Regions from separate parts of the Mus musculus genome. Here region 1 is linked to region 2. Evidence: chromatin contacts called from public Hi-C data. All regions are on one chromosome and are shown on one strand. The core of a region is the stretch at or near the end of the contact, and the rest is flanking DNA. Distances in the headings are between cores, read along the strand shown. Region 1 overlaps Syt9 (synaptotagmin IX). Region 2 overlaps Syt9 (synaptotagmin IX).

Evidence for each region. Hi-C and Micro-C count contacts between places; a contact is called where the count stands out from the background.
Region 1: a contact with region 2 is called in a Hi-C map of the N1E-115 cell line, with 3 times the contacts expected there. The contact joins two enhancer-like sites. A contact is called at or near these places in 6 of 484 Hi-C or Micro-C datasets (the N1E-115 cell line, brain, cerebellar granule neurons and 2 more) and 1 of 115 datasets of contacts at active chromatin or transcription factors (embryonic stem cells).

The regions. Positions count from the first base shown.
Region 1 is chr7:107,526,959-107,534,550 of GRCm38.p6, forward strand. All of the region lies in intron 6 of Syt9 (synaptotagmin IX), which reads left to right. Among named protein-coding and RNA genes, the nearest start is that of Olfml1, 37 kb to the right of the region's middle. Within about 2 kb of position 1,398, at least 3 of the 459 cell types and tissues checked have an H3K27ac peak or open chromatin away from gene starts, as enhancers often do. A contact at or near this core is called in the N1E-115 cell line, where this site is marked.
Region 2 is chr7:107,452,882-107,460,181 of GRCm38.p6, forward strand. All of the region lies in intron 3 of Syt9 (synaptotagmin IX), which reads left to right. Among named protein-coding and RNA genes, the nearest start is that of Syt9, 86 kb to the left of the region's middle. Within about 2 kb of position 2,365, at least 15 of the 459 cell types and tissues checked have an H3K27ac peak or open chromatin away from gene starts, as enhancers often do. A contact at or near this core is called in the N1E-115 cell line, where this site is marked.

The DNA.
Region 1 (7,592 bases), core at 148-2,647, 73 kb after region 2:
GAACAGGTGCCTAACACTTTGCCAAACTAAGGCAAATGCTCATTTCATCCCCATAGCTAAGTAGACATAGTTTGTTTAATAACAGTTCTGATGTCACCTGGTGCTGTGTTCTGTGTGATTCATACCTAGCAAGAGTTCCATGTGCCCAGGATAGAACTCGTGACCCATATTTTGGGGCACACTATGAATGAATCACAGAGAAGCACAACCTGTAAACATGGAAATCACCCCAGGAATGCTGAACAGCTGAGAGGCTGGAGGGATGACAGGGATACGTGTCTCTGGCCAGCTCAGCTATTAAGTCAGTGGCTCAAACTTCTTCAACTGTAGCATGTCCACTTAACCCTGAACTGTCCACCTCTGGATGCAGCTCCTGATGTCACAGATTTGATTGTTGCTGAGTTCAAAGTCAAGTCCAGGATCACCCAAAAGCCACAGAAGTGTGGTAATAAGGGCTGTGTCTGCTCTGTATATCATGGCATTTCTTACCTTTCCTGTAGCACCTAGAACATTGTTTTATACATCAAAACAATTCTTAAAATGCTAACGAGGAAGAGAGCAGTTGTGGTGTCATATACCACCCTAGAAGATGCTCATGGTGTCCCATTATGCATTCACAGTGGAAAGTCAATGTCAAGGACTGGGTTTTTTTTTTTTTAATGAAGATTTTAGGCATAAAATAGTGAGAATCTACAAAATAATGAACAAATATCAACTTCCAGAGGAATTCCCTCATTTCCATTCATCTCCAGGTTTTTATGGTTGGTGTTGAATGAACATATAATGGTTTGCATAACTATCATACAAGAACTGAGCTCTTGAAGAATCCTTGGTCACGATTAGACTAACCAGGTTGGTGGAGGCAGTCAGTCATTCCTGTCTATTGTGGCAAGAGTTGATGGAGAATATAAGTTGGCCTGTGGGTCCCCAGTGAGGTGCAGACCCGGAACTGTCATGATGCCACAGATCTTCCTGGATGTAGGAGCTCCAGCACAACAGAGTTGACTTAGGAGTGCCCCAGCTGAGTCTACTGTCTAGCCTCTAGGGCACAGAGTCGGTACCTGCTAACTGATCTGAAAACTTGTCCTGGCAACAGAACGAACAGGAGGAAAGATTTCCTGTAGCAAGGAAGAGCGAGCAGTGCAGCGCACAAAGACAGCAATGGGCAAGGATTCAGGAACACTCAATGAGAATACCTGCCCTCCCCAAGCAAGGCTCTGCTCCCTCGTAGACTGGCCCTACAGGGATGCCTGAGCTGGTGGTGACCGACTTAAAGATCCAGCAGAGGCTGTAACATATTTTGCTTAAAACTACAGCTGGTTTATAATTTTGGCCTCAGACAGTAATTACAGCTGCCAGGGCTCCTCTGAGAGATAATTACGGGAAGAATTCAGCACACTCATTTTATCTACACACTTAACCATCAATTAAATCATTACCATCTAATCCTATCCCAGAGTCTAGGAATGTTCTGTGAATATATAATTTTGAAGACATTGAAGTTTGTTTTCAGATGATTTTAAGTGAAAAATTGCTCAATTTCCATAGCCCACACAGGCCCCTGGGCATGTTATCTCTATGAAGGCAGAGCCAGTGTCTCCTAGCCTGTGGTGACTGCCCCTCTGGAGGCCTGTGCTACATAGAGGACTGAGCTAAGATGGGTTTGCCCTGGGCTACAACTCTCCATTCACTCAAACTCAGGAGTGGGTCTTTTCTCATTGGAAGTTCAGGGCTCCAGAGTCTGACCACTGAATTTGTACTTTGACTTTTCTGAGCTGTGTGTCTCTGAACAGGTTGTTAAAATTTATTTAAGCCAGATTAGTCAACTTTTCAAGTACACAAATATAGATCCTACCAAATAGGGAGGGCTGTTGCCAATCTTACATGAGACAATGAATGTAATATGTTTAGCACAGGGCCTGGTATTTACTGGATGCTATGTAGGTTTTAATAGTCAGTGTTATTTGGTATATTAGTATGCACAGGGAAGGAGGGAAGCAGGTGGAGAATAGGAGGGTCTAAAAATATTATTCCAGGCTCTGAGAGCACTTGGGATGATGGACTGGTATTGACCCTGGGATAATGCTTTGGGCCTCAACATCTAGCCTTGGACTTCACAGCCTCTAACCTCTTGGTCCTTACCTTCCTCAAGGTAACCCACCTGAAAGCCTCTCTGTCTTACCCTATACCCCTGTCCTGGGTAATTTTATGTCAACTTGACAGAGTCTAGAATAATCTGAGAGGAGGGAACCAAAACTGAAAAAATATCTCTATTAGATTAGGCTACAGGCAAGCCTGTAGGGCATTTTCTTAATTAGTGATTGAGGTGGGTGATCTCACCCCTGGGCCGATAGTTCTGGATTCTATAAGACAGCAGAGTGAGTACGCCATGAGAGTCAGTAAGCAACACTTCTCCCGTGGCTACTGCATCAGCTCCTGCCTCCAGGTTCTTGCCCTAACTGCTTTAGATGATAAACTGTTATATGGAAATGTGAATGAAATAAACCCTGCCCTCCCCAAATTGTTCTTACATGCTGTCTAATCACAGAAATACTAACCCTAAGGAACCCCTTATCCCCTGACCCAGCTGCCCATCAAACCGTGCCCTGATACTTTTCCAGGAGCTTGGGGCACTGCCAGCTCCACCAGCCTGCTATCTTACATTGCTCTCACACCAGCTTTGAAGGGTTAACAGTCAAACATGACCGTGCCCCATTGTTTATTCTTACCATTTTTTGTTTTCTCTCATAAAATTTTCTTTTCAGGCGCACGGGGGGTTGGGGGGGTAGGGGGGGCTAATGATCCACAAGGGTGAAACTGCTTCCTGCCCTCCTTACCCCAAAGAGATAAGCTTTTAAAGTACATATTTCAGTTGGCATGTAGTAATTGCATACATTCATGAGTTATAATATATAACATTTTAATACCTATATTCAGTATGTAATAATCAAATGAGAGTAATTGGCATATTTATTATTTCTTTGTAAGATATACCAATTAATTGTTGTAAGCCATAGCTTTCTAGCTGTGCTATAGAATATGATAATATAGAATGATAATATAATGATAATATAGAATGATATCCCAGAGAGAATTCCTCCAATAAGCTAGATGTTTGCACAGAACTAGCCCCTCAAACTCAGTACCTGACACTGGGGTGTCAGAGATGCTTTCTATGCATTGGGGCTCTAGGAGAGTCTTTCTGTCAGCCAGCCCTTCAAGACTGCCACACCAGTCCTCAGCTAGAGTCCATCCTGCCTACAGCACGTGGTGCTCCCTTGCTGAAGTCACTGAAAAGCCCAGCTTTTGTAGTTAGTTTGGAACTGACCACAGAGCTGAGTTTTTTACTAGAATGAGCAACAACTCTGTGGGAGTCCACACACAGACACAGCATGAATGCAGACTGGATGCCAAGCTAGCCTAAAGACCAGACACTAGACCTTACAGCCGAGCTTAACCCAGAGCTGGGGGCTGTAGAGAGAATGAGAGCCTCCAACTCCTTAAGTCATCATATCAGGAATGTCCAGTAATTATGCTCAGAAATAATCATGATCATCATTGGGAGAAATAAAGAAGATATTGATTTGTGTGCAGAAGACCTACAAGGGTACATAGTACTTAGTGTATGCTGTGTGTGTAATAGAGTTAGTGTAGTTATTGGGATTAAAGGAGGCTGACAGAGTCCTGGCCAGAACCCCTGATTCTTCTCCTCCTTTGAGAGCTCCCAGGGGATTTCCATTTGGACTAGCCTTCCAATACGGTAATTGCCTAGCCCAGAGACATTATGACAAGCCCCTGACCTCTTATTGAAGCTCAGAGCAGTCCTTTAAAAAAATCAGATCTTCGATCTATCCAGATCAAGGAAAGGCAAAGCATTCCTGACACCCCCATTACACTTGTTTGGAATATATTTTGATGGCCTGCTCTATATGGGGTGAACAGACATTTATGTCTCCTGAGGAAAAGGCACACAACATTTACATACATATCACTGTGAGATTTGATGCATCAAAGAAGCCCTTCACCAGAGCTGACTTGGTCTTAGCACCATGCCCTTTAGTCTCTAAATCTATGAACTAAGTAAATAAACCTCTTTATAAAAACGATCCTGACTCAGATGTTTCATGTTAGTAATGAGAACTGGACTATTACAGCACTTAGCAACAAGCTCTCCTGAGAAGGTAGACCTTCGCAATAGCTGTTGTAGCCTTGGTCCATCCCAGGCTCACTCTTCGGTTGGTGATTCAGTCTCTGGGATCCCCCAAGGGTCCAGGTTAGTTGACTCTTCAGGTTCCTCAATCTTTCTCCTAACTGTTCCATAAGACTCCTCAAGATCCATCTAATGTTTGAATATGAGTCTCTACATCTCTTCTGATTGGCTACTGGGTAGAGCCTTAGAGGACAGTTACGTCAGGTTCCTGTCATGCATGTCCTTTTGGGTCTGGGTTACCTCACTCAGGGTGATATTTACTAGTTCCATCCATTTGCCTGCGAAATTAACGATATCCCTTTTTTAATGCCTGAGTAGTATTCCATTGTGCAGATACACCACATTTTCTTTATCCATTCTTCAATTGAGAGACATCTAGGTTGTTTCCAGCTTCTGGATATTATGAATAAAGCTGCTGTGAACATAGTGTCCTTGCAGGACAGTGGATCATCTTTTGGGTATGTGCCCAGAAGTGGTATAGCCGGGTCTTGAGGTAGAACTATTCCCAACTATTCCCAGTCTTCTAAGAGACCACCAAATTGATTTCCAGAGTGATCGTACAAGTTTTCACTCCCACCAGCAATGGAGGACTGTTCCCCTTCCTCCACAACCTCACCAGCATGTGCTGTCCTTTGAGTTTTTGATCTTAGCCATTCTAATGGGTGTAAGGTAGAATCTCAGAGTCATTTTGATGTGCATTTCTCTGATGACTAAGGACATTGTACATTTCTTTAGGTGTTTCTCGGCCATTCAAGATTCCTTTGTTGAGAATTTTCTGTTTAATTCTGTACCCCATTTTTAAATTGGGCGATTTGAATTGTTTGTGTCTAACTTCTTGAGTGCTTTATATATTTTGGATATTAGCCCTCTGACAGTTGTAGTATTAGTAAAGATGAGCAGCTTAGTCTTCATGGGAGTCCCCAAACAACTGGAGCAGGGACTCTCCCTGAGCCTGATGTCTGCTTGCCTGCCTATGGATCCCCGCCCCTAAATGGACTACATTTTGGCCTCAGTAGGAGGGGATGTGCCTAGTCCCACAGTGACTTAATGTGTGTGGGTGGATATTAGTGGGGGCTGACACCCAGAATGGGATAGAATAGGGGGAAGACTTGTGTGAAGGGGTACCGGGAGGAGAGGAAAGGCTAATACTAGGTTGTAAAGTGAATAAGTAAATTTTAAAAATAAAAATAAATTTCTACACTCTGAAAAGAAGATAGAAAAAGCTACACTCTCCCTCCCCATACCCCCTCCCCATGCTGACAATATCCCACAATTTATCTCATAGCCTGGGATCATCTCCCCCTTAGGAGGAACTTTAAGAACAAACCCTTATGATCTACAACAGCAACACTGGAGTACAGTCAGGCTTCAGGATCCTATAGACCTTGATCCTCTGAGAGTTTGTAAGTGTGAAGCTGAGAAAGTGGAAGGTTCAGAGACAACAGGGAAGGAGGGTGGGAGGTGGGCAAAGCCTGGCCTCTATAGCCATTCACTGGAGTCTTGTCCTTATTCTGAGAGCAGCCTTGATCCTGCAGAGGCCTTGCTTAGATGAGGGGCTGGCTTGAGGCTCTCTTGCCTTTGATGGCCCCTGCTAGATGTGCGCACTGTCCCTACAAGCAGATCTTAGGTCCTCATGCACGGGTACTCATCCCCGCTGTGTCCTGCCACAAGGTAGAAGAACAGGGCAGCAGCACATACCTCCTGCTCTGAGGAAGAAAGCGTTCTTCTTCATGAGGGCCCTGGCCTCAGTAAGGCACCATGCTTTACTTCCCATCTCATACCCTGATTATTCTGCGTCAACTCTCCTGAAAATGGCATCGACACCCATTGTGTCCCTGACATTGTGTCACACAGAGTTCTCTTTTCAGAATTACTGAAGTAGTTTGATAAACTAGCATAACCTGCTTTGTAACAGAACACAGAATTCTCTCAAAATAACTCACCTTTCATAAACCCTCGGACAGAATTCTTCAGTAGGCACAGTGAGTATGAGGGCAGGCCTCTACAGCTTCCCCAGTCTGCTGGCCAGGATGCCTGGTGAGTTAGCTCAAGGATAAAATACCAACAAGCCCTGCTTTACTAGAGTGGTACAGCGGCAGGGCTTGGTCTGGAAAGGAAAACCAAGAGCACAAGGGCCTTGGTCCTCAAGGAATGATAACAGAGAGGAGAGATAAAAGATTGAGGGGGTGTGGGGGGGACATTGTATGTTAAGACAGAGCAGCAAAGGCTGTGAGAAAGAGCGACATCCTCACAGCCCCACCCAGAGATGGCAGAGTCTGGAGGCCTTCTGAAATGGGCCACAGAGAGCTGTGACTCATAGAAAGAACCAGGCTCCAGTAAAGATAAGGAAATATACATAGGACTATAATAAAGTACTAAAGATACAGAGGAGACCAGATGAGATGAATGATGAGAACCACAGGAAGTCTGTGGATGGTGGGAAGAGGGTGCAGGTTCTACGAAAGGGGCTGCAGAGCAGCAGGAAGGATGCAGTAGCCAGAGGAAAATCAATGGGGCGTGGCCTGGCGTGGCCTTGCTGGGTGACCAGGCTGTGCTAGGTTTGAGAAGATAAAGCCTCAGCCCTAGACCATGGCAAGCCTGTTGGAGAGGGGTTCCCCACTCTCTAGCATTTATAAGCATCGGGTCTGATGTACCCTTGTCTTCTCACCACCTTAAACCCTAGCCCGCGTCTCTCCATTCCTGTCCTGACTTCTTTCCAGTGCTGGCTCCTGCCATCCTCATAGGCCAATATGCCTGGTGTGGTGGTTTGAAAGGTTTGGCCCCCATAGATTCATGTCTTTAAATGCTTGTCCATAGGGAGTGGCACTATTAGGAGGTATGGCCTTACTGGAAGATCTATGGCCTTGTTAGAGAAAGTACATCACTGTGTAGGTGGGCTTTGAGGACTTAAATATTCAAGCCAAGCCCCGTGTGGAATCCAGTCTTCTTAGGCTGTCTTCTGATCAATATTTAGAACTCTCAGCTGCTCCAGTACCATGCCTGCATGCTGCCATGGTTCCCACCATGATGACAATGGAGTAAACCTCTGAACCTGTAGGCCAGCCCTAATGAAATGTTTTACTTTATAAGAGTTGCACTGGTCATGGTGTCTCTTCACAGCAATAAAACCCTAGCTAAAACACCTTGTTTTTAAAAACAATACCTTGAATTAACAATGATATAATGTAAATATTCTTGCACCAAATTCCTCCTCTCACCAAGGCGCTTTATCATGCTATGTATATACATCATCCAATTGAGCTTTCACCCTGTGTGGTGCTTAATCGCCATTGGCAAGTTGTCTAACTTGGGAATCATCTAGGGGACATGTCTCTAGATGTTGTGTTTTATAAAATAAAGAGGCCAGGATATGTTTTGATAG
Region 2 (7,300 bases), core at 1,115-3,614:
CAGTGTGCATGTGCTCAGAGGACATGGTTTGCTTTACAGATGGGTTACTATCTTGTGAAATTTGGTGCATGTTCTTTTACATGTTGGATTTTACAAAGATGCTGGATTTAAGAAGCTCAACACCTTACTTCCTCATACTGACTGACATTTCTGTCAGTCTCACATACCAATTATTGGTAAAATATGGTTTGAAATTTTCTTCTGTCTTAGTGGATTTTCAGTTCCTTCTTGGTAGTTCTATCAGCTCTTGCTTCATATACATTTAAAATTATAATAGTAGCACCTTTTTGATTGCGGCCATTTGGACTGTGTGTGAGCGTGTCTGTGTGTGTGTATCTGTGTATACACATGCACATGCAAACGTAGAGGCCAGAGGTTATTGTGGACTGTATTCCTGTTTTTCTTCCCCTTACTTTTTAACTTTATTTGCTATTATTGTGTTTGTAGCACAGGAGGGGTGGTATATACATCTCATAGCTCACCTGCAGAAGTCAAAGGACAACTTTTGGGGGGTTTCAGCAGTTGAACTCAGGTCATCAGGCTCAGGCTTGTGCAACAAGCATTTTTGTACCCATTAGTCCATCTCACTGACATCTTCCTTGTTCTTAGACAGGTCTCTCACTGGTAAGGAGTTTACCAGTTGGCTACCCCGGCTGGCCATTCCCCCGCCTCACCCCCGCCCCAGGATCATCCTGTCTCGTCTCTACTTCCCAATGTTAGAGTGCCAAGTGTCCACTGCCATCCTTAGCTTTTTATGTGGATGCTGGGGTGTTGAACTCAGCCCTCATGCTTCCATGAGCAAGCACTTTACCCATAATGCTCAGCTCACTGAAGCTTTCAACATTATTTTGTGTGTTTCAGAAATATTTTTCCCTCAAGTACACTTTGGTATTCATAGAACCAGACAGTTTTTTTGCTTATCTTTATCTTGTATTTTTCCCTGTACGTGTACATTCCTAGCACCCCTATATTTGAAAGCTAAACTTAATTAAGTTGAATTAAGAAGAATTCCATTCTGAATCCACTGATACCTTTGTCTTTGCCTTCTCCATTGGGGTAAATGCTCTTTAAAGCAAATCCTGTGACTTAGCACAGTACTTTTTTGTGTGGATGAATGAAACAGAAAATGAAAGTTGTACCAGTATACTCAGTGTATCATAAGTTAGGTTTCTTGGAAGCAGAGGCCAAGATGGATATTGTGAGGGGCTAGGCTCTTAGTATCCAGTGGTGGCTTACAGCTCTCTGGGGCTCAGGAGTACCTTGAATTTCTGAACTTTTGTTCACCTCTTGAGTGCTGGAATTACAGATGTATGCCATCATGCCTGGGTTTTGCAGTGCTGGAGAGTAACCCAGGATTTTGTGCATGCAAGCCAAGCACTCCACTAACTGATCTGTATCTCCCACGTTGACATTTACTCTTGTACGAGAGATTTTTGTTTGAGTGACTACTCTTGGTGAAACCAGTAAAAGTGAATGGAAATCAGAAAGGTTAGGACAGAGAACTGGGGAAGGTGGATGGTGAGCGAGCTGAGTCTAGGAGAACTGGAACATGAAGCAGAAGTATCCTTGTCTGAGGCCAGGGGGATACACAGCACCTCAAAGGGGAGAGGGTACAACTTGCCAGTCATTTTAAAGATGGTTCCCATGAGCTAAGAGGAATTCTCACAAGATCAAGGCAGCATGTGCTCCAAGCATATACCAGCAATGGCATCTGAGGAATATGCAAACCAGCATTGTCAAGATCTAAACTGGGCACAGTGGTGGCATGGACAGAAAAATGGGCAAAAGACACAGGCAGGACTGTGTTTCACATCACCTCTGAAATGGAGGGCAATGATGGAGATGCTGAGCAGAGAGCTTCTTACCCCTTCCCCCATCCCACCTCCCACCCTACACTTTTCTAGGCCAGTCGGCTTGCCCTGGGGTGAGAATCAAAATGGGAGTTACACAGTGGGCTGTCTACTCCTGAGACAGAGGCAGGAAGCAGGAGTGGGTTCTGCATAGCTTCCCTCCCACAGTTCCACTGTAGCATGGCTGAGGACATGGGCCGAGTGGAAAAACTTTAGATCCTGCAACAACTCAAGGAGAACTTAATAGATTTGTCAAGGACAGCAATTTCATCTCTGAAGAAAGGTGACTCTGGTCAGGTAGAACATACCCCTGGGATGAGCTTTAATGATCTTCTACCTTTGGAAGCGTTACAGTCCAGAACAGCAAGCCAGCTTCCTGACAGCAAGCCTCCTCCCTAGGATTGGCGTATGCTTGCTTGGAAAATGAGTTTTGAGCCTTTGGAGAGTCTAAGCCGTCTGTGGTGTTTACAACACTGCCTTACTATCCAGTAGCTAAGTGTGGTCTAATTCTGACAGATGGCTCTCCAGGGAAATGTTCCTTCAGATTGGATTATGCCTGCATGCTGAAATGCTCTAATTAAGGGGAGTCTAAATAAACATGGTGGGGGAGTGAGGGGAGCTGCTTCTTAGGGAGATGCTTTGGAAAGCAGCCATGTTTGCAGACTTTATCTCCCCTGCCCCACTCTCGGGCTAGTGGGAAATCTAGGCCATTGCTCTGCTAAAGACAGGAAGCACTGGGTCAGTGGCCAGTCAGGCTTCATTTCTTCCAGAGCCCATCCTCTCCAGCGCGTCCCCATCTGGTTTCTTCCCTGGTTAACTGTCGCAGTGTGAAACACCCAGCATACATGTTAGGATTAAGATGAGCTTGACTGACTTTTAAAAATTCCAACTGACCTACAAATTCAGCTCTGCCACACATCACTAGCATTTCTCTTAGAAGCCTGGTACATTGGTTTTTAAGTTATTTAACACTGAAAGATACTGTTTTTGAGAATAACATTTCTCCTTCCCCGCCCCCAACCTTCCCTTTTTTCTCCACTTTCTTTTCTTCCTGTGGTCACCCTTCATTTTTTCCCTTGTGCTATCAGTAAGACCCAGGGTCTTGCACATGTGAAACTGCACCTCAAACCTTGTGTGTGTGTGTGTGTGTGTGTGTACCAGTCTGTCTGTCTGTCTGTCTGTCTGTCTGTCTGTCTGTCTGTGACTGTCTGTGTGTGTGTTATGGAATACATGTGGAGGTGAAAGTTCTCTCCTTTCTGTGTGTAGATTCTAGGGGTTGAACTAAGGTCTTCAGTCTCGGCAGCAAGTACCTTTACCTACTAAGCCACACATACCACCAGCCATTCATTACCTTTTGAAATATTTACCAAGTTGAAACCTAAATCACTACAGAGGAAAGTACATCCTGGTGTCAGATATTTATTGGGTGGATTTTTACATAGCTGGCTTGGGGGAAAAGTCTACCTTGCAAGTCAAGGAGTGATTTTTGGGTCAGAACCTGAGCTCTTGGTCTGTCTCATAGGCTTCGTTCATTGACCGTCTACATGGAGGCAACATTTTAGGTAGTGAGGGCCTGATGGGTGCTGTTGTTTAGAAGTTTAGAAGGGACAGATCGTAAATAAATTACACAGAGTGCTTACATTTGTGGGTGGCACTGTGACAGAGATGCCAGTCAATGTTTCAACCTCCTTGGAGGACATAACATTAAAGACTAAAAGGTAGGTTAGGAGTTTGCCTAGATAAGGGGGAAGTCCACAACAAAGAAACTGGATGTGTAAAAGCCCTGCAATAGGAACAGTGTTGTCAAGTCTAGAGACACATCTTGCAGGGTGATTAAAAAGAAAAACAGGGAAGAGACAAGAACTCAAACAGGGTCAGTAAGGAGGGAGTTGTAGTCAAGAGTACACATTTGGGTCTTGAAGAATCTTGAGCCACCCAGTAACATGAATAGATATGTCTTCTTAAAACATTCCTCTACATTATGAACTAACCAGTACCCCGGAGCTCTTGACTCTAGCTGCATATGTATCAAAAGATGGCCTAGTCGGCCATCACTGGAAAGAGAGGCCCATTGGACATGCAAACTGTATATGCCCCAGTACAGGGGAACGCCAGGGCCAAAAAAATGGGAATGGGTGGGTAGGGAAGTGGGGGGGAGGGTATGGGGGACTTTTGGGATAGCATTGGAAATGTAATTGAGGAAAATATGTAATAAAAAATATTTTTAAAAAAATTCCTCTCTAGCTACACGCAGAATGGACTCATTCTGAGAGGCAGAGTCAGCATGTTGTTAAAGGCTAGAGGGAGAGGGTTAACTCTCTCCAGTGTGGAGGTCCCAGACAGGAGGAAAGCAGCAGATTCAAGATGCATTTTAAAGCAGTCTTATTGAGGGATAATTGCCATCCAATAAAGTGCATATGTTTGAAGTATGCAGTTTGACAATATTTGACATGTGTATACATTTGTGAAAACACCCCCCATAATCACAGTAATGAACATACTCTTTATCCCAAAACTCTGTGTTCCTTTGTAACCTCCCTGCCTGCACTGCCTGGCACCCATCTCCAAGCCTTTAGGCAACAGGATCTGCTTTCTGTCACTCTGGATTAGTTACCATTTCCTAGGATTTATATAAGTCAGAATCATACAGAGTTTGCGTTAGCATCTCCAGTCAGAATAATTATTGTGGGGTTTATCCATCCTTGTATGTGTCTGTAGTTCCATTCTTCCCCTGCCAGTCTCATGGCAGAGGTGTCCCCACTGCTGGCTGCTGGAGGGCCTCGCCTGTGGGCGAGCACTGGTTTACTTTCAGTTTGGGTTGTTACAAATAAAGTTGTCAAAAGCATCATGTTTTATATGGACACCTTCTTTCACACACTCACCTTGGGACAGAATGACTGGGTCATGCTGTAGGCCTATGTTATGTCCTCCAAAGCTATGGTTTATGCTTTCATCCTCTCAGCATTTGCTTTGGAAGGGGAAAGTCCTCATTTTTGTTAAGTCTATTTTATTAATCTCGTCTTTATTTTGAATGTGCTGTTTTAGTAGTGTGTCAAAGGGATCTTTATGTAACCCAAAGTCATATAGTATGGCTTTCTGTTCTTGAAACTGTGTCTTCTTACCTCTGACATTTATGGCGTTGATCCACTTGAGCTAAGATCTATGGATGTAGTATGAGGTATGAAATATTTTGTGTGTGTGGTGTTCAATTGTTCCAGCAACATTTCTCAAAAAGATTATACTTTATCCACATAATTGCCTTCTATATTTTTGGAGAAAATCAACTGATTGTATACTTTATTCTGGACTCTTTATTCTTTTCCATTGCTCTATTTATCTATCTTTATTCCACAATATTTGAATTGTAGATTTGTTAAGTCCTAAAGTCAGGCAGTCTGCATGCTCTAACTTTGCCCTACTTTTCCAGAATTGTTTTGGTTTTTCTACATTCTTTGCATCTCTGTATGTATTTTATAATCAGCTTATATATACATAATCTTTTGGGGATTTTGATTAAGATTGCATCTAATATAAAATCATCTGGAAACATTGAAGTTTCAAAAATACTGAGCCTTCCCAGTCACATTCAGTACATCTTCTTCAGTTCTCCTCACCCATGGCCCTCTGGTGGCTCCCGTTTTCCTTTCTGGTGCTTTGGCTTTCAGACGCTGGCTGCATTTGTCTCTGTAGACTCTCTTGAGCTGGACGAGCCATCTACCCTCTGCCTGGATTCCTGTGCTGTACCTTAGAAACTCTAGGTGTTAGCTCCACCATCTACTCTCATCTCCCATCTCTCATAGACCAAGTCTTCACTTTTTTTAAAATTAGGTATTTATTTCATTTACGTTTCCAATGCTATCCCAAAAGTCCCCCACACGCTCCCCCACCCACTCCCCCACCCTCCCACTCCCACTTCTTGGCCCTGGCGTTCCCCTGTACTGAGGCATATAAAGTTTGCACGACCAATGGGCCTCTCTTTCCACTGATGGCCGACTAGGCCATCTTCTGATACATATGCAGCTAGAGACACAAGCTCCTGGGGGTACTGGTTAGTTCATATTGTTGTTCCACCTATAGGGTTGCTAATCCCTTTAGCTCCTTGGTTACTTTTTCTAGCTCCTCCATTGGGGGCCCTGTGATCCATCCAGTAGCTGACTGTGAGCATCCACTTCTGTGTTTGCTAGGCCCCAGCATAGTCTCAAGTCTTCACTTTTGATGTTGTGTTTTAGAAACCATTGTATCATTAAGGCCTCCCCTCCCAAAAGATTGATCTTGTGTTGAATTTGGAAAAAGTCAAAGATGGGAGATTTTTCTGGCTTACAGCATGAACAACCTAAAGAAAGATGTTGTGTTTAGTGTGAGTATCAGTCCTAAGGTAAAGCACAGGTAGGGTGTTTGTCACTGCCCATTGAGCCTGACTGAGTTCAATCCCCAGAGCCCACATGGTGGAAAGAAAGAACCAATTCCTAAAGGTTGTCCTCTGACTCCACGTGTGTGCACTCCACACCCCCCTCATAATATATACATAAGTCATATGTAAAAAGAGAGGGTCTTTTATACATGAGAAGGATAGATGAGTATAAAACTGGAGCTTATAAGCAAGGCTCAAAGTAGAAACATAAATTGTCACCATTCACTGTCCATGCCATTTTGGATTTTAGACATTGGTAAAATGATTTAATATTATATAATTAATAATGTAGATGATAACGGAGGTGGTTGTGGGATGAGTTCCTAAAGAACACTGTAGAATTTAATTGGAGAAGACCTTAAAGTAATCAGAAGTGGGATAGCCCAAGAAGCAAAGTGGCCAACTATATTATGGTATGTTTCATGGAATCATGAGAGGGAGATGGGTTAGAAACTAAACTGATGTCACTTAAGAAAGTCTCGAAAAGAAACTCCTGGATCCTGAGACAGGAAAGTATTCAGTCACTTTAGATAATGTCCAGTTTAAGATGAGAAAGGGAACAGAAACCAGAAAGGGTTCCCTGCCTCCACTGAGCTGGTAAGAACTAGTTTGGCTGTAATTCTTTGGAGGTAAGAGCAGATCCTGGCAATGCAAGGAAGAGGGTGTTAAAGAGCAGATGAAAGCCACTGGAAGTTAAGAGCAGGTAAGGTCCAGGCTGCAGTGCAACTTTTGATGAGACACTATGCCTATGCCCCCAACAGAGGAGAGGACAGATGTATTTATGCACCCAAGCAAGAAGGGCAGAGAAATCCAAGCAACAGGTCTGTCTTTACTCTGAACCGTGACAGGGCTGTGGGTGGAGTGCCCCCACCTTCAGGAGCTTGTAGTCCTTGTGGATGCTCATCTCTCTGGGTTTCTTTTTCTTAACTACCAAATCCTCTTCTTCCCTTCCTCTTCCCCCTTCCCCTTCTCCCCTTCCTCCCTTCCTCTTCCTCTCTCCTTCCTTCCCCTCCCTCCCTCTCTCCCTGCCCTACCTTCC